Linked DNA regions of Mus musculus: region 2 is linked to region 1. Evidence: chromatin contacts called from public Micro-C data. All regions are on one chromosome and are shown on one strand. Each heading gives the region's core, a stretch centred on a gene start, on an enhancer-like site or on the middle of the called end of the contact. The rest is flanking DNA. Distances are from core to core; before and after follow the strand shown.

Region 1 (2,870 bases), core at 39-2,538:
TGCACAAATACTTATTCTACTTTCTCTTGATTTCCTTTTATTCTCACACACAAAATGTGTTTGATCAAAGTATTAATAATGATAAATAAAATGTCTGATAATAAAAATAATTATAAAATTAAAATGCGAGGCTACTCTGTTCTCATGTCATTTAAGAGACAGCCTTATGGGGTAGAAATTGCCAATGTCGGCCCTTTCTTAGCAGTCAGTAGCACCTATCTCACAACTTCCACAACCCAGAAGCCTTATTTGAAAAACAGGGATTATGCAGCAAGAAGTAACCAAATGACTATTTTCCAGGTTACTGCAGACCAACATATTTTATTTTGCCACCTACAGGAAGATTCTGTGGTGTATAATAAAGCTAATCCATGTTTCTGATTCAGAAACCCTGTATGTTAGTGCCATCATTAATATAAACTACAAGAGTCACCATTTCTCAATTACAAAGCAGAGAGGGTACATCCCTGATTCAATCACTCCAAGAAAATGAAAAATTGCACAGAAAAATGAAAAAACTGATGTGAAGTCACTTTCTAAAGCATAAATCCCTGTATACAGCTGCCACTGCTCAAAGTATACACTGAAATACAGTGATAGGACTTACCAGAAGTCTACTACAGTCCCAATCACATCTCTCCTACAGTCTACAAAGCATGGATACAAATTTCTCCATGGATTGGAAGAAAAAAGAAAAGTCTTTAGAAGTAATTTAAAATAACCAAATTAACACCATATTACCATGAAAAGAGTTAAGGGGGGAAAAAAAAAAGAAGAAATTCAAGTAAAACCAAAGTGAAAAAGACAAATTATAACTGATACCACAGAGATACAAAAGCTTCCTAGGAACTATTATGAACAACTATATGCCAATAAATATAAAAACCTAGAACCAGATTTGTGGGTACACACAGCCCCCACCAAAACAGAACCAGGAAGATGCACATAACTTTAACCTACCAAGAACAAACAGTAAGAGTAAATAAAAAACACAGATTGTCCAAAAAGTAAAATAATAATAGCACTAGATGGTTGCACTGATGAATTTTACTAAACTTTCAATGACAAATCATGTTATCATAGACATACCTTGTAGCCTCCCCCAGCCTTGAGCAGGCTGATTCAGACCTTTTGCTGCCACTGAGACCACCTAGGGTGGAGCCTTCCCACCTAGATGGTTTTATTGTTCTGTCACCTGCCACTGCTCATCTCCAAGACTGCTACCTGCTGAGAGGCTGAACCTGCCTTCCAGAGAAATTCCTAAAGCAGCCCCAGGCAAGCTGGCAATTGACACCTTACTGCCAAACTAGTGCAGTCAGCCTAATTTATTGCTTATAGGCTGGCGACAGGCATCAAGAGTGGATCAGCAGGAGATAGGCTTTCCTCCTTTATAAGCACAGACTCTTAGTAAACATTGCCTTGATCAGAAATCTGCCTTGGTTTCCTTTCTTCTCTGTAGTTTCCTCCCTTACAGCTCCAGCCTCCCACTCAGGAATCCAGTTCGTGTGGCTAGTACTTGGGAGGCTAAGGCAGTAAGATTTCAAGTTCAAGGCAAGCCTAAACCACAGCACCAGATTGTCTATACAAACAACAACAAAACCAATGTCAATCCTCTTCAAACAGTTCCAAAGTATAGAAAGGAAGTCAACTCCCCAGACACAACACAGAAAATTCTACAGGCAGGTATTCCTATGCACATATAGATGTAAAACTTCTCCACAAATTACCAAGTCAAATACAAGAGCATGATCTGGGAGACTTACTCTACAGATGCAAAAATAATTCAGTATGAAAATTAGTAAATAAAATACCTCAAATTAACAAAGTGAAGGCTCAAAGAATGTGCAATCATCTCCACAGATATAAAAAAAGCATTTGATAAAACCCCTTTGTGGTGGCTTAAATGAAAATGGCTGGGCTGGTGAGATGGCTCAGTGGGTAAGAGCACCCAACTGCTCTTCCGAAGGTCCGAAGTTCAAATCCCAGCAACCACATGGTGGCTCAAAACCACCCGTAATGAGATCTGACTCCCTCTTCCGGAGTGTCTGAAGACAGCTACAGTGTACTTATATATAATAAATAAATAGATAAATAAATAAATAAATAAAATGGCCTCCACAGACGCATACGTAGGTGTAGGTGTAGCCTACTTGAGTGGGCGTGGCCTTGTTGGAGGAAGTGTGTCACTGGGGGTGGGCTCTGAGGTGTCAGAAGTTCAAGATAGGTTCAATGGCTCACCCTCTCTTCCTGCTACTTACAGAACCAGAAGCATTGTCTGTGTACTGCCATGCCTCCTGCCATGACCACAAAGGACTAAATCTCTGTAAACCAGCACCAATTAAATACTTTCCTTAAGAGTTACCATGGCCATGGTTATCTCTTCACAGTAATAGACACCCTAAGATACCCTTCATTACTTAAAAAAAAAAAAAAAAACTACAAAAATGTAGGTATAGGAGAGATAAACTTCAAGCTAGGCAATGGTGACACACACTTTCAATCTTTAATCTTTAATCTTGAAAAAACAAAAACAGAAAACAGTAAGTACTAGAGATGATGACAATCCCCACCCACAATCTACATTAAGCTTTTTTGTGTTTTTGTGTATTGTTTGTTTTAGATTCCCTATAAAATTTAAAACGTATTCTAGTTCTGTGGAAAATGCCATTGGTTTTTTATAGAAATTGCATTGAACCTGTAGATTGCTTTGGCTAGAGTGGACAGACATTTTTGCAAATTTCTATCTCCAGAACTCACTGGCCAAAGCCTAGCCAAAAAAGTGAGCTTATGTTTCAGTGAGAATATCCTGTCTCAAGTCAAAAGGTAGAGCTTAAGAGAGGAAAATACCGCACACTTTCCACCATCGTCCA
Region 2 (2,700 bases), core at 6-2,505, 130 kb before region 1:
AAGACTACTAAAAGACTGAAACTACTTGGAACTCTTCAAGAATATCAGGAAGTAGAATGCAATTAGTCAAACTGGGATTTGATCCTACACTAGAGGAGTGAATACTCATTCTTAGAAAGATCGCCAGAATTTCGGAAATAGGTTATTTATGGGTTTTTTTTTTTTCCTTTTATTTTTTTGGTGAAAATTCAAGATACAGAAACAGTTAAAGAACAGACAAGAAGACATAGAAAAAAAAGAATGCTGGACGTTCAATGCAGCCAATTCCAGACCATAGCTCAATTTCTTCAATGCTAACAAAGTACATAGCCAAGCAAAGGTAATTTAATACTACTTTTCCTTTCCTTTGATCAACTTTACATGAAGGTCATAATAAGGACGTAAATCGAAAGAAATCTAAGTCTGCCTAAGTCAAAACTGCATTAAGATAAGCAGCATTTGAGTAATTTGGAGCTTGGAATCAAACCCAGTATTTTAAGTGTAGTACTCAGGGAATACAGCTCAGGGCTCAGGAAAGTTCGCCAACACCCTTGCTGAGAACAAATTCAATAAGGGAGAACAGAAACCAGGGACACAGATGAACAGGCTCTGACGTGAAAAAGGTAAAGATGAATGGAATAATGTCTGATCCCTGAAAGCTTTCCTTACACTGCACGAAACTGCAGAGTTTAAGCTAAAATGGGATTTCCTAGGGCAGTGCTCCCAGATTTCAACAATAGTAGGCGAGTGCCTGAGGAAGCCCAGGGTTGGTTCTGGAGACGACACATGCGGCAGGCAAAGGCTCCCAGCCCGGACAGGTCTGCTCGTCCGCCCTCAGTCTCCCAAGACCCTGGGACCCGAGTGATTGGGCAGGCTTCACGGGAAGGGCCACGGCGGGCGGGACCGCGGCGGGATTTTCCTCTCCGCTCATTCATTCTCTGATTCATTGGTTCCTGGAGGCGACTCACACGGACGCGCGCTGGAAAGGCAGGGCGCGGAGGACGGCCGCGGCTGGGTGCGGCCCGGCGCCTGAGGGGCGGCCGGTTGGGTGGGGGTGGGGGGTGCGGCTGTCCAGGCCGGGAGGGGCGCGCGCGTGCGCGCGTGCCGGGGAGCAGGAGAGGCGCGCGGCCGCCTGCGCCGGAAGTGAGCGGTGGCCGCGGCGGGGAGCGCGCGGTCAGGCGCAAGTCGGTCCGCCCTTGGGCCGCGCGGCCCTCAGCCCCGCCCAGTGTGCCGGGGCAGGACGCGCGGGCTCTGTGATCCGCGCCGCGGGGCTCTGCGGCCGCCCCGCCCAGTCCCCGCCGACGCCCGCTCTGTGGGTCGGTCAGTCAGTCGCCGAGCGCGCGCCGCGGGAGCTGCGGGCGCTCTCAGCGTTCGGGAGAGGAGCGTCGCCCCTGGAGAGGCGGCGGCGGCGGCGACTGGAGGCGCGAGCAGCTGCTGCCTAGCGCAGGGCTCCGGGAGGGCCGAGGGGCTGCCACGGTGAGTGCTCCGCCACCTGGCCCTCGAGGTCCGGGAAAGGAGAGGTCTGGGTGCCCGGGAGGCGCTGCCGTCTCCATTTGCCCGGCGCCCGGCGTGGCCCTCCGAGCGAGTGCGGACGGCTGCAGCCCGGGGCGCGGTCCTTGCCGGTCAGGCTCTCAGCGTTGGGCTGAGCCCCGCCAGGCGGCCTGCGGTGGGTAGGGGGTCGGCGGGGCCTGGGTTGCACCCCGCGCCCCTCGGGGCTGCACCGTGCAGACAATGAGACCTGGGGCCGCCTGGGGAGGTGCGGCAGGGCTGATACTCCGCACTAGGGCGCCGGTGGCCGGGGACCGCGGGTGGAAAGGGACTGGCTCCCGGTAGCCGCAGAAACCGATGGCTGGGTGCGGGATTGTTCTAGCTTCCATGCCCTGCCTGCTTTCATAGATGAGTTCACTGCAGAGATTTAGAAAGGCGGGGCGCCTTCTGTGTCTTCTAATTAAGCCGGCAAAGTAATTGCTCTAGTGCTTTTTAGCTCCATCTCATCTTTCCGCGTACATTCCCGCCGGAAATCCAAACTGCAATTCAGTGGAGGACGGCAGAAAGAGGGAAGGCTGCCTAATAGTGTTGGTTAGGTTGCCTTCGTTTTAAGACACCTGAAAGATACCCTTTTCCTATTCAGGGGTTGTCTTAGGCTGGCCCCCCTGTGTGAACTGGAAACTACTTGATCCTTATGTATCAGAGTGAAATAGGAGCTTTGGGAAATGGTATGAGTTGCATGTTTCCTGTGTGTTGCATTTCATACATTTTATGGGAAGAACAGTTTGGGTGGACGCTGCCTGCAGCATTTCTCATGGAGAAGTGGAGAGCCGCCCAAGTAGGTAAAGTCCTCCCTAAAGGAACTGTAAAGGTAGCGGGCTAGGGCTGAGGCATCATTCGATTATTAAACGGTGGTATTGTGTTCGTAAGAATATTGAAGTGAGCACACAGTCACAGAAACCTCCTCAGGTATAGTGGGAGACACTTCTACAACACTTGAGTGGTGGAAACAGTGCGTTAGAACAGAGTAAAGTCACATTCCATGCGCTAGAATAGGCTAGCAACGTGATAGTGGACAAGCAAGCCGATAACTATGCAGTAGTTCCCTGCCGGTAAGCAGCAGTACTCCACCTGTTTTCCTTTCTAGCCTGTTGTCAAGAAGATTGAATAAGAAAATGTATGCAAAATTGGTAGCCCCTTGCTTGTCTCTGAGATGCTCAGTACGTGTTAAAT

The links. Hi-C and Micro-C count contacts between places; a contact is called where the count stands out from the background.
Region 2: a contact with region 1 is called in a Micro-C map of embryonic stem cells, with 2.1 times the contacts expected there. The contact joins the promoter of Raph1 here to the enhancer-like site in region 1. A contact is called at or near these places in 1 of 484 Hi-C or Micro-C datasets (embryonic stem cells), 2 of 115 datasets of contacts at active chromatin or transcription factors (embryonic stem cells and microglia) and 3 of 9 other capture datasets (adipose tissue, liver and pancreatic islet).

The regions. Positions count from the first base shown.
Region 1 is chr1:60,431,044-60,433,913 of GRCm38.p6, reverse strand. All of the region lies in intron 1 of Abi2 (abl-interactor 2), which reads right to left. Among named protein-coding and RNA genes, the nearest start is that of Abi2, 23 kb to the right of the region's middle. Within about 2 kb of position 1,288, at least 13 of the 459 cell types and tissues checked have an H3K27ac peak or open chromatin away from gene starts, as enhancers often do. A contact at or near this core is called in embryonic stem cells, where this site is marked.
Region 2 is chr1:60,565,320-60,568,019 of GRCm38.p6, reverse strand. Raph1 (Ras association (RalGDS/AF-6) and pleckstrin homology domains 1) reads left to right here and starts at 1,255. Exons shown (of 14, transcript NM_001045513.3): 1 at 1,255-1,455.